Linked DNA regions of Rattus norvegicus: region 2 is linked to region 1. A link is a contact called in public Hi-C data. All regions are on one chromosome and are shown on one strand. Each heading gives the region's core, a stretch centred on a gene start, on an enhancer-like site or on the middle of the called end of the contact. The rest is flanking DNA. Distances are from core to core; before and after follow the strand shown. Region 1 holds the start of Pmpcb (peptidase, mitochondrial processing subunit beta). Region 2 holds the start of Fam185a (family with sequence similarity 185, member A).

Region 1 (6,940 bases), core at 1,615-4,114:
ATCGGTAACTCCAGCTCCAGTGTCCGAGACCACACAGTTCAGACTTAGCCAGGTCGTGGTGTTACATGCCTCCCATGGGAGGCCTTGGGAGGTAGAGGCAGGCAAATCTCAGTTTGAGGCCAGTCTGGTCCAGGGCTACACAAAGAAGCCCTGTCTTGAAAACAACAACAACAACAACAACAACAACAGAATACAAGTATCAGACTCAACTTCTTAAGGTGGCTCATTTAGTTCATCCAATTAACAGCTGTGGCAGCAACATCAGGGACTGTCAGAAGGTTGGGCTCGAACGCGCGTATAAGCTTTATAACCTCAGACACAGCCATTTGACTTCCCCTGAACTTATCAAAGACACATGAGGTGAGTTTTGGATGCCGTCTGTGGGGAAGCTGATTAGCCCCACCAACATCAAAAACAGACGTCAACAGTGAGAGGGGCTCACGGGACCGGCACAAAAGTAGAACTGGAGAGGAAGGCTCGAGCTCCGAGAGCCTTGCCAGGCAAAGTAATCAACAAACCACCAGCCAACCAGAGAGCTGCAGTGCGTCTGCTCCCTCCCAGCTGAGGTACCAAGTAAAGGCTGTAGCAGTCACTTACGGTGCATGTTGAGATCCCAGAGTTTTCAGAAGCTACCCTGAGTCCATTTTCCAAACAAGTGACTTGTGTCTCAGGAACATTCAGAACAACTTGTGGAGCAGCCTGTGTACTTCTGAGTCGGTCCCCTCCAAAGTACAATGGCTGATGGGTGTAGAAGGAAAGGAGAGCAAACATTACTATGCTGGCATCACTGTCAATCCAAAAAGCAAAAACCCTCAAAGAGACTCACCCAAAACACACTTTCCTAGACTGGGGGGAGGGGAGGCATGTAATCAGTGTGTGAGTGTGTGTGAGTGTGTGAGTGTGTGTGTGTGTGTGTGTGTGTGTGTGTGTGTGTGTGTGTGTGTGTACCATTGGCAGAAAGCATGCAGAATGAGGACCCAGTTCTGGACAAAACTAAATTCTTTCCTCAACTTTGGTTCCACTGGGCTCTAGCGCTAGCCTAGTGTGATGGTTTGTATGTGCTTGGCCCAGGGAGTGGCAGGATTAGAAGGTGTGGCCCTGTTGGAGTAGGTGTGTCACTGTGGGTGTGGGCTTTAAGATCCTCATCCTAGCTGCCTGGAAGCCAGTCTTCTAGCAGCCTTCAGATGAAGATGCAGAGTTCTCAGCTCCTCCTGCACTGTGACTGCCTGGACGCTGCCATGCTCCTGCCTTGATGATAATGGACTGAATCTCTGAACCTGTAAGCCAGCCCCAATGAAATGTTGTCCTTTAGTTGACTTGCCTCGGTCATGGTGTCTGTTCACAGCAGTCAAAGCCTCCTAAGACACCTACTTAACCAACTGTTCTCCCAAACAGCAACACCCCAGGAACATGCCCTTCTCTCTGGGAACAGGAGCAGTTACTACATTACCCCACACAGACACACCTGATTCAAGCGCCTCTCTCAACAAATGTTTCATAATCACTGAGAAAAAAAGGAACTGAAATAAAAATATAAAACTGACTGTACATATGAAACAAGATGCTACTGTTCACAAAGGACATGTGTGGGCAGAGACAGACGGAAACATGGCAGGTGCCTCACGTCCTCTTTGGCCAACTGGTTTGACTACAGACGCTTCACCATTCAGCAGCGTTTTCATGTTGGAATGAGAAAACCATATTTGCTAACCCTGAGACTGACCTAACCACTAGGCCTGTACAGTACTGTGGTGGTGTGAATAGAAATGCTCATAGATTTGAATACTTGGTCATCAGGGAGAGGGACTACTAGAAGGTTGGAGGAAGTGCGTCACTGGGGTGGGTTATGGGGTTTAAAATGCTCAAGCCAGGCCCACTGTCTGTCTGTCTCTGTCTATCTCTTGCCAACCCTGATGTAGAACTCTTGGTTCCTTCTCTGCCAAGCCTGCCTATGTGCTGCCATGATGGCTTCCTTCCATGATGATCACGGACTAAACCTCTGAACTGTAAGCCAGACCCAATTAATGTGTTTTCCTTTATAAGAGATGCCATGGTCATGGTGTTTCATCACAGCCATAGAAACCGATACTTAAGAAACTTTTACTAGGGCTGGAGAGATGGCTCAGTGGTTAAGAGCACTGACTGCTCTTCCAAAGGTCCTGAGTTCAATTCCCAGCAACCACATGGTGGCTCACAACCATCTGTAATGGGATCTGATGTCCTCTTCTGGTGTGTCTGAAGAAAGCTATAGTGTACTCATATATATAAAATAAATAAATAATTCTTAAAAAAAAAAAAAAAGAAACTTTTACTAACCTGCACTGTCCTGCTTCTGTAACCCAAAGGCTTCCTGCTCCCTGACCAATCAATGTAACAGGACATGACTCTGCCCTGTTGTGTAGGGGAAGGCGGATCTGAGTTTGAGGCCAGCCTGATGTATGCCGCAAGTTCCAGGACGGCCAGAGATGTTGCCCAGAGAAACTCTGAGTAACAAATATGTCTCAAAATATCAAAAACAAAAGCAAACCCAACTTCAAATTGAAGCGCTTGTCCTGGTTTCCTTTTCTTGGGTGAGAACAGCCCGACATACAGTAACATTGGTAATAACTTACTAACACACACCGGGGTGGGGAGGGAGCAGCCGCCCCGCCCCCTCTGCGGCCCGGTCGCCTGCGCCCCGGGGCAGGGGATCCGGAGGCCCGGTCCAGAGCGCACCGGGAGCCTCTGGGGCGCGACGAAGCGAGGCTCACCTGAGCAGCGGCGGCGCGGAGCGGAAGCCTTCGCGTAAATCCCCACAGGCGCCGTCCGGCCACCGGCAACAACGTCCGGGATACAGCCGCCGCCGCCATCTCTGCTGTGGATAGGTGAAAAGGTACTTCCGGGTCGTGACTCCAGGTCCCAGAATAGGAAGCTGGCCCCACCTTGTGGCGGCAACGGGGATTGCAGCCTTTAAAATTCCTTTGATTCTGTGTCTGGACTTAGTACCCCCAGTCCCTTCACTCCTTGACTCCCTCCTCAGTTCACTCCAATAATCAGGTCTGTAGAAATGATGTGCAAGGCACGCATGGGACAAAGTGAAAGGAACCTGTATCCCCAGATGGTTGGAATTAATCAGAAAGAACCAGTACGGGACGGACAGAACACAGAGAGGAAAAGATGTATCTTTGTTGTTGCTCTAATGTTTATAGCTTTGCTTATTCCATTCCATAGGAATACCTTTGACGAGATTGCTACTGAAAGACAGACGCTTTACAAACCTAGTCTTACCTTCTGTTACCACGATTTAATGTCGTTTGCCTCCAAGTCTTAGGGCTCTGCCTAAACAAACTGCCTTTTCACGTTCCTGGGTGCCCCTTTATCCGCGTACCCTTTAACGAAACTAAGATTTGTTAAACAGACACCTCCTCCATTTGTCCCAGGGTTTGAAGCTTAACAAATAGCAAGCACGTTTTTTAAATTAAAATTTTTAATTTAATTTGTTATTATGGGAAGGGCGTGGGTGCGCACCACTGCAAACTATGGAGGTCAGAAGACAACTTTATGCAATCAGTTGCCCCTTCTCCCTCTACGTGAATTCTGGGGGTGGAACTTCGGGGGACAGGCTTGCCCTGCGAGTGACTTTACCTGGGAAGCAGAGACTATTACTAAGCTAATTTTACAGTGGGGACTCCTCCTGGCTGCCTAGCAGGCTGTTTAACACTAAAGAGTGTGCACTGTGGCTCTAGAAGTTGGGAGTTTGGTCTAACTTGTCCCCTTGTTGCCTAATGTCTGCTTCACGCTATCGTTCAGGTGTCCTTTTTCACCCGACGACCTGTCTTACCCACCCAGGCTCTCCTCTTATAAGATCCACCACTGAGCAACTAGGCATGAAAATTCCTTGGGCACCTCCATGTCAGTTTGTACAAAATAGGATTCCCGCCTTGCCCCTACATCTCTCCCCATAGTTGTAATAGCGAGCACCCAGTCACGGGTCCCTTCATCCTAACGTCCAAACTAGAAACTCCAAGTCATCTTTGGTCCCAGCCTCTGACCTCCTCATGTGCTCTGCCTCCAGCGGGTGGCGCTGTTTGCAAAGGTTGCGGACGGAACCTTTAGGAGGTAGAGCCTTCCAGCAGAAGTATGTCCTTGGGCACAGGTTTCACAGCCTGGTCCCACTTCCAGATCTCCCTGCTTCCGAGCCATGAGGCAGTGTGATAGCGCCTGTTCCTGCCGCCCCGCCTTATCCATCACGGGTGGATGGGTGCCCTCTGGAACTGCAGGTTATTTTATCACAGTGACAGTAAAGAAAACTGAACAGAGGCACTCTCAACACAGTTTGAATTTGCATTTCTCTGAAAGCTGTGGGTAGCGAGCATTTTTCCCCCAAATATTTGTTGGTCGTTTGTACTTTCATTTTAAAAATCTCTTTTCCATTTTTTGTGTGCATGCGTTGTGTATATTTTTGGTGGAGGAGCCACCCGTGCATACGTGTGTTGTATGTGTGTGCGCGCGAGTGCGAGAGCACAGAGGTTGCCTGTGAAGGTCACAGTGTGTGAAGCTGATGTTGGGAGTCATCCCTGACTACTCTCCTACCTTGTTCATGGAGTCAGACTCTCTCACTCAACCCCGAGCTCAGTGATATGGCCCTCTGGCCAGCTTGCTCTGAGGATTCCCTGCCTACCTTCCAAGGCTGGAATTAGAGGCAGGCCACGGAGCTCACCGCCATTTACTTGGGCTCTAGGAATTTGAACTCCGGTCCTCATATTTGTACAGCAAATATGTTCACCAAGGCGCTATCTCCCCACCCCCACCTCCCCCCAACCCCACACCTTATTTCTGGGAAATGCTTTCAGATTTTCTCTGTTTAGTGTAACGTTAGCTCTAGGTTTACTAGTCTTTACTATGTTGGGGTATGCTCCCTCTGTTCCTAGTTCCTCCAAATCATGAAAGGATTTCTGCACCTATTGACATGGTTATGTGATTTCTACCCCATTGCCTTTATACGGTATTACATGTATTAATTTAAACCATCCCTGTATCTATGGCATGATGCCAGGCTGGTCATGGGGTATGACTTAAAACGTTACTGAATTTGCCGGTGTCTTCTTGAAAACACCGAGTTGTGTCTATGTGTATCGAGATTCTTTTCTCTAGTTTTTGTTGTTTTGTCCTTAGCCATTTTGTCATCGAGGTAATGCTCCTGTAGGGTCTGACAGTGTTCCTTCTCGTTCTGTATTTTATTGACTAGTCTAAGGCACATTGGCATGACCTCTCCTGCAAGAAGCTGGTGGAAAATCTATGTAGGGATGAGCTTTTCTTTGCTAAAGGTTACTGCTATGACCTTGTTGCTTTAGATCTGCTTAAATCGTTTAGACTCCCCCTACCCCCCATCTTTAATTTTGGCAGGTCAGGAACATCAAGGAATTTGTCCATTTTGAGTTTTCCAAATTTTTGAAGTATAAATTTTCAAACTGTGGCCTTCCTTGGGGTTTGCTGTAACACCCCCATCACTTCCAGTTGTGTCTCTTTACGTTTAGTCTCCACAGCTTCTCTAGCTGCTGTGGTTTCTCTCGCTATGCCTGTCTGCCGCCATCCCCTGCAGTCTGGTGAGCTTCAGGGAATTCTTTTGATTTGATTTTATTTGTTTGGATATCCTTTGGGACCTAGAATGTGCTCTTTTAAATTACATTTGTTTACTGATGGGGGGGGGGGGCACGAATCCGCCACATTTGCCACAGCCTGCAGAGGAGGTCAGAGGCCAAGTTACAGGAGTTGCTTCTCCCCTTCCTGTAAACTGTAACTTATTTGTCTGAGGTAATTTTCGCCTGTGAGGCTTACTGCCTCAGTCTGCTAACTTAGGCCTAGTCCTGGAAGCTTCTGGTCTCTGTACAATCTAATGTAGGCCTAGAATGTTTTCTGCCTCTGAGACTTACCGCTGAACAGGCTCACCCTTTCTAGTTCTTTCTGATCTGTGGCTGGTTCAACTCAGCTACTCTGGATCAAAACTCTTCTCCAAGCTGACTCAATCTGGTTTCTCTCAGATTCTTAATGACTTTCTCTACTTAGCCTCACACTAACTTTGGCAATATGTTCTACCCTCTGGCTCATTCTGTCTTCACCTGTGTCTAGCTCATTCTCTCTCCATAACCTGTCTCTGCATAACTGTCCTGGTAAAACTGCTTCCTCTCTCTGCACTGCTCTCTTAAGTAGCTTCCCTTTCCTCTCTCTTCTCATGAGAGTTGGGGGTAACCTATTCTGTCAAATCTTTCTCTGATTCATCACTTTGTCTGCCCACTCAATTAGACATCACTTTCAAACCAGGGTGCTTCCTTCTACAAACTAACTTTACCCTCACTGATTGGTCTTAAAGGTGTGTGCTGAGGGGGTGTCTGTATTCCAGTCAGAGTAGCCATGCTGCTAGATTAAAATCCTTTGACACAATTGGCCATTAGAAGAAAGAAAACCAGAGAAATGTGCTGCCCCAACACATGTAGGAGAACAGCCAGATGAAAACAGCAGCAGCGCTAAAGGCTGGCAAGGATGCATAGAAAAGTGCTCACTCATACAAAGCTGGAGAAATGTAAAATTCCAGACCGGTGTGGACACTTACATGGCAGTCCTGCCAATATTGTCTTAGGCATTGTTTCAGGGATGTGAAGGGTTATGATAACAGAAAAATATCTACTGGAATATTCGTTGCAGTTTGAGTCATGGAAGCCTGTAGGATTGTCATACAGGTCAAGGCAGGTAAAGATAGAATGAGGCCTGTCATTGGATGAGAAGGAAGGATGGGCAGAGGGAAGAGGAGGAGACTGGGACGGAAGGAGACTGGAAGAGACTACAAGAGAAGCCTCGGAGAGAACATGGAGGCTGACGTTAAGATTCCACTCTGGGGCTGGAGAAATGGCTCAGTGGTTAAGAGCACTGACTGCTCTTCCAGAGGTCCTGAGTTCAATTCCCA
Region 2 (6,715 bases), core at 3,411-5,910, 350 kb after region 1:
TTGGTGGCAAGTTGCAACAAGCCAGAAGAATGAGTATTGCTTCAGTTCTAAGTCTTTTTTGAGCTATTATATTTGTAAAGACTGTGAGTTCATAGCTTTATTTTCTCGTAAAGAACAAATACAAAATAAAAAAAAAAGGATTAAACTCTGTCTTGAAATAACTGAAATTAATTCACCAAAACTGAAGTATCATTGAGTGAATAAGCATTTCAAAGGAAGAAAAGAAATTACAGTATTCTTATTCAGTTAGTCATTCAAGATGAAGATTTTATTGCATTTTTTTTTTATAAGAACCCAAACCAACTATATGCTAAAAACGCTATCTGGGGTATCCTTATTCTTTTATGATGTTTGCACAATTAGTTCTTTTAAGCTGCCACATCTGCAGACAGGCAGGGAAAGCAGGTATGCAGATAAAGGTGGACAAATGAACCAGTGAGAAAGAAACAGGATCACTCTCACTGCTTCTAAAGGTAAAGCTCAGAAATTACAGCCCAAAGGTGACCGCATTCAGTGAAGCCGTCAAAGTATGGGTTCTGACCCTGCAAATGCTGTAATAATTAGAGAGAAGAGGGACCTTCCCCAGAGAGAATATTTTGAAACACTTATGGCTCAGACCAATCTCATTTTAAGAAAATGGAATGTAAAAATGTTAATTACCAAACAGAAGGAATCATATGCTGCTCTGTAAGACTGCCTGCCTGACCCTCTTAACCCACATTAAAAGTCTCGGTAAATCTGCCATGTACTTTAGTAAGTAGAAGAAAAAGAAAATGTTGCAAAATGTACTCTGCATCAATGATGCTTCAGTTTTAAATTAACTTCAGTAATTTCAAGATAGAGTTTAATTCCTTTTTTAAAGTACATTTTTTAGTACATGTTTTTAAGTACTTTTTTTTTTAGTTATATAGTATCTCAAAATCCTAAAAAAATATACTTTGGAGTTTTACTACATTTTGAAATGAAGTCTATAATAATAATTATGATACTATAATTATATAAAAGTTTCAAAGATGCTATTTGTGCTTTTTAAGGCAAAATTTTTGAAGACTCTCTAAAGATGAAAGAGGATCATCTATATAACAAACTAAGCCTTGTAGTTTGTAGCAGTAAGGGATTTGTGCAACTGGAACAAAGTTACCTTCACAGACTGCAAGATGCTGGTCCCCTGCTCAGTGTCAATTTTACAGCTATCGCACTCAATATTCTGCACGCTCACAGAGCCAGCCCCTGATGACTCGATATTTAAATCTAGAAGCAAAAGCAGAAAAGAAGAAAAAGGTCAGTTCCTAGGCCTCGGGGTATTTTAATGTTCCCTAGATTCCCAGATCCTCAGGGATTCGCTGCAGTACTGAGTCGGAGATCAGTATGGTTTCTTTCTGAAAACAAGAGGTCTTTCCTAAGGCAGCAGGGTGGAAGGCAGGGCCTCTCTGGCAGTTTAGAGATCATAGCTCCTGGCTTGTATCATCAAGAGAGGCAATACCACAGGTGGGAATGAAGGCACTGAGACAGCCATCCTCGTAGGCAGGTGCTCTAGTCTCCTAGGGAGTATCGTGGAAACCCCATGCCACCAAAAGAACACACAGAAATGAATAAGGATACAACAGCAAGCTAACAAGTCATCGAAAGTCAGCTGAGTCGGCTAGCCTTGTCCTGTCATCCCCTTAATTTAAAGAACAATAGAGTGGATCAGTGTGTGATCAGATCAGTCTACTTTAGCCTTTCACAGCCCCAACATGGAAATATTACCACGCAACTATATCACATGGAATAACCAGAGACACTTTTAAAAACTGAGTAATAAGGATTAAAGCCACAAGAGTGTGGATAAATAGAAGTGCATTTAAAAGAAAATTTGGAAAAAAGGGATCGACAGGTGGTCTTCTTGACTGCAATTTAAAGTGTCACCTGAGATATCTCTTTATAAAAACAAAATGATTGCATGGTGTTGTGGTGCATGCCTTCTATCTCGGCATTTAGGAGGCAGAGGCAGGGGGATCTCTGAGTCCAAAGTCAGCCTAGCCTACACTGAGTTCCAGGACAGCCAGGGCTCTGTAAAGAGACGGTCTCAAACAAGACAGACAAACAGCAATAGCAAAGACTAAAAAGTGACAATGAGTATGCAATGCATTGATATTAATGATCCCCTTACGCTGGAGTACAGAGACCTACACTATTGTCCTGCTAACTCGGTGTGATAAAACGCTGACCAAAACCATTTGGTGAAGGAAAGGTTCATCTCCCAACTTACAGTCCATCACACAGGAAAGTCAGGCACAAACTGAAGAAGGATCAGAGGAACACCGTCTTGCTCGCCATGAGTCTCTCAGCTTGACTTTTTCTTTTTAATGCAACCCAGGACCAACCTGTGTGACTGGGCCTTCCCTAATCAATCATTAATCAATGCTTCTCGATTAATGCAGATTTGCCTACAGGTCAATCTGATGAAGGCATTTTCTCATTGAGGTTCCCTCTCCCAGGTGACTCTAGCTTGTGTCAAGCTGACAAACTAACCAGCACAATTATGTTCCCCCAAAGCAAGTGATTGGGACCCAATGCTACAATCTTAATTGTTACAGTATGAATTTCCTCAACTGCACCACAATGGGTTAAATGAGCAACAATACACTCGAGAGGAAAAGAGAGTACAAAAGCCAAACACTGATACAAACAGAACTGCCCAACTGAGTCCTGTCACTAGCAAGAAACAAGGCAGACCTGACAACTATACGGACAAGGAAGGGATCTGAAGCACTTGCTCTTTGGGAAGTAGGAGAGGCAATTAAGGCTCGAAGCAGCAGCAGTAATGGGACACCCACTGGGTCACTCTATCACAAGCTGGAGGAACAAACACCAATACGATCAGCTATGGAGATCTGAGGGGCCGATGGAATCGAGGCACTACACTGGGAACAGGCCTCTCGCCCTGAAAAGCAGCAATGAGGTGATTTGGGAGAGCCAGCAGGGGTAATATCCATCTCCCAGGAGCTGTTTTAAGTTTTGCTTCCCTTTCCTTTGATACCCAGCTTACTCTGCACCGTGGTAAAAACCCAACAGCACCTTCAGATTACTATATTTTGGAGGTATGGTCTCTTATCCATTTAGGCTAGTTGGGAGTTGAGACGAAATAAAGCACAATTAACGGCTGAGCCATTCCAGTCAGCTCCAATCCTAGCCCTGCCTATTGTATTTAAGGTGGAAAGGCATCTAAGAAAGCAAATTTCATAACGCCACCATGCACGGGGCCTTTTGTTTGTTCAGTTACACTGTGTGTCTTCTGATACTTCCTTCATTTCTTCGTCCTCATCTGAAGTGGGGACAAACGCATCCACCCTACTACGTGACAGTGAGGGTTAATAAAAAGAACCTTATAAGAAAGAGGTAAATGGTGCTATTGGTATCAACAGCAACACCACCCTTCAGTTCCAAGAAGAATGAGAGCCTCGAGAAACCTTTCTAGAAAAATATGTGTGCTCAGCGGTTTGCATCTGGGAAATAATGGGACGCAGACACCTAAGAAACGTTTTGCAGGTACCATAATTAATTTTCCCAGGCAGCCTTAAATATGTGTCTTGCTTCAAAGTTTGTTATTCCCAGAGAATTTACTCATGCCTACATGAATACACATACTTTCCTGGGAGCCTGTTGGAAAGCAAGTATTTTTTCCTACGTTAGCTGGACGCCTCTATACATAGAGTTGACTAGGGACCAGAGCCCCAAGATGTGGACTACCAAACCACTGGATAGTTATCAGGAAACCTCAACACTGAACGATGCTAATGGCTGTGACAAAAAAGAACATGGGGCTCCACAATGTAATTAGATTCAGATTGTTCCAATACAAGCTTCCATTCAGTTTTAATTTTCCTCCGGAATCGGGAATCTAACGCTTAAACACTACTCAGGAACCCAGGAGTGTGGCTTTAGAAAAGAGATCCCCGGAAAGGGCCAACTAGGTGAGACGGTATTTTGCGACCCAAACCCGTTTTCACATCACTTGCCAAATTTGACGGGTGCGTTCACCTCCACCGACGCCTCGGGATCAATGTCGTCTGACAGAATGGCCATCTCCTGCAGAGCAGCGTCATACTTGACCTGCAGGCTGTCTAGGCCACGCGTCCCGCTCCCCACGCCGCTCACCGCCACTAGCACGCGGTCGCCGTCCGGGTGCGCGAGGGGATCCAGGGGCCTCACGGACAGGTGGCATGGGAGCCGCGCCCTCAGCCGCCCAAACGGGCTCACCCTCAGCGTCCACTCCCTCAGATCCCCGCGTGCCAGGCCGGCCCCAGGGTTCGCGGGCACCGAGCCCCGCCGCTCGGCCCCACCGGAGCCGCATGTCCGGGTCCCCAGAGCTCCGAACAAGGCGCCCGCCCGCACCCGGGACGCGCAAGGAGGGAGGCGGCCGAACATGCTCTCCCTCGGAACCCTTCAGCCTCGGCTCGCGGGTCCTGAGACAGCCCGAAACACGAGCTGCCTCGGGCCAGTCAGAAAGGCGACCGTAAGCACGGTTCCGCTGAGGAAGAACGAGCCAAGTCCCAGCACAGCACTTAACGACTTAAATCTCAGCCTCAAAACGATGCCGGTAGGAAAATTAAAACGTCAAAGCGTCCTGTTGAAGCCCTGACCCTGACTAGCCACCTATTTCCGCCCCTTTGGCGGAGGCCGTCGGGAGATGTAGTTTTAAAGGAGCCAAACATTGAGGGGTTCTGGTAGCTTTGAAACTACATATCCCATGAGACAATGCGACGAATAGGCAGAGTGACAAGAGCCGATTGGTAGAGAAGTCCCTGTTGCGTTCCTGTTGCTTCAAGCCCATTGGCCAAGAGATCAGAGAAAGAAAAAAAAAAAACCTTAATCTAACTGACCAATGGAAAGGTAATATTTCAGCTGTGTGGTTACTTTGGATACGGAGAACGCGACTCTGGAGAGGGTGGAGTTTTGAAGTGAGACCCCAGAGACCAAAACACACGGAGAAAAATAAGAATCAGGACAAAAAGAAAGGGTAAGAAGCACCATGTTTATAGATGGGAATTAGATTCAAAGTTAGGAATACCCTCTTTAGATGGCTAGAACCAAACATCACCAAACTAATGTGGGTCCCTTGGAATAGAGAATCCCCCTAGCAAGAGAGGATAGACACATTCTGTTGTTTCCTCCCTTCTCAGCCCTTTAAGGAAACTACCTCTTAGAAAATACTAGATTGGAAAAGTGTTAGAATCCTGGCTCTTTCTTAATTGTAAGTGACCTTAGGTCAGTCATTGGTTGCCTTAGGGTCTTAACTGTTTGCATGTAAAATGACGTTTTTCTTGCATCGTGTTAAAGGTTTCTTTTTTCTTTTTTCCCACAAGTATCAAATGAAACAATGGACAACAAAGATGTACGGTCTACAAAACGATTAAAGTATTTTAGGAATGACATATTTCTAAGTTGCTAAGAGATTTGGAGACAATTGAACTTGTTTAGAGAGCAATCTAGAGCTCTTTCCCTGCAACTGATCCTTGGCCTTAGTGATAAAATAAAATCTCTCTCTCTCTCTCTCTCTCTCTCTCTCTCTCTCTCTCTCTCTCTCTCTCCCTCTCTTCCTCCTCTCTAAGATAATAAGACATGTTAGGAGATGTCAGATTATTTTCATGGCCTTAGTTTTGATATATAGACTGTGCTAAATAACTCTAGAAGTTAACTCTTTTCTGTTTATTATTCAGTAGGCAGTAAAGATAATGGAAAATGTGGGCTGTGGACATGATTTCATCCATACTTGCCTACTCTTCTCCCCCTTTCTCCACAGTCTTCAAATAATTCCCTAATTCCCTCACATACAGATTTAACTAATTCTAAGTCTAATGTGGTGGTGTTCACTTGTAGTTTTTCGGAATTTGGGAAGTCTAAGCAGGAGGATCTCAGATCTGAGGTCCACCTGGACTATATACTGAGAGCTCTGTCTCAAATAGAGTACAAAATAAATAAATAAAATGATACCTTTAAAGATTGGAACTCTCAGCCAAACATGTGACCCTCTCAATTCTTGGAACCTAGAATGATAGAGCGATAGGTATAAAGTCCTTGCCAGTGTCCGTGTTATTCTCTTAGTGACGACTATGGTAGTGGTGATGGCACTGTGGCAGCCCAGCCCTTCTGTCAGCCGTCTGAGAAACCCCCTGTCCTTAAGGACTTCCACTGAGGAAAAACCTACTCTTGACTCTGCAGGAAAAAAAATGTTGGGAGAAGCTAGTGTGAAAGAGGGTTGATTCAAAAGAGATTCTAAACACAGGTTTAAGCAGCACCGGGGTTGGTAGGGGTGACTGCTCACTCAGGGAGAGAAAGAGTCATATTCAAGAGCACAGGTGTAAACCTCTCAGGCTCTCTTGAGCTTGCCCTTAAGCGCCTTGGCAGAAGTCTTACAGATTCATTCTTTTAATGACTCTCAAGTTATGCCTCAAAGGATTTCTAGGAAACTTCTTTAAAACCTTTTCCCTCCCCCTTTTCAATAAGTGTGATTATAGGATAGCTCTAGAGATGTCTTGGATTGGATGGCAATGCTAAAATAAAACCATGTGTCACAAGAATTATAAAAGGGATTAAGACATGTCCTTTACTGGAAATAGGGTTTTTGGTAAGATTTCTAGAAAATTCCTGGTGTATAGCTGGGAAAGAAGAAAGGCCACATATGTTTAGGTCTTACATGTGATTCCTTGCTCCTTCAACAACCTAAGTTGGA

What was found. A called contact is a pair of places that touch in the nucleus more often than the background predicts.
Region 2: a contact with region 1 is called in a Hi-C map of the A7r5 cell line, with 4 times the contacts expected there. The contact joins the promoter of Fam185a here to the promoter of Pmpcb in region 1. A contact is called at or near these places in 4 of 12 Hi-C or Micro-C datasets (the A7r5 cell line, Schwann cells, frontal cortex and 1 more).

Annotation. Positions count from the first base shown.
Region 1 is chr4:14,199,720-14,206,659 of GRCr8, forward strand. It overlaps Pmpcb (peptidase, mitochondrial processing subunit beta), which reads right to left and starts at 2,865. Exons shown (of 13, transcript NM_022395.2): 1 at 2,751-2,865; 2 at 598-738. The coding sequence starts at 2,849.
Region 2 is chr4:14,550,507-14,557,221 of GRCr8, forward strand. Fam185a (family with sequence similarity 185, member A) reads right to left here and starts at 4,661. Exons shown (of 8, transcript NM_001395612.1): 1 at 4,002-4,661; 2 at 1,142-1,251. The coding sequence starts at 4,410. It overlaps Ccdc146 (coiled-coil domain containing 146), which reads left to right and starts at 4,904. Exons shown (of 19, transcript NM_001419502.1): 1 at 4,904-5,002.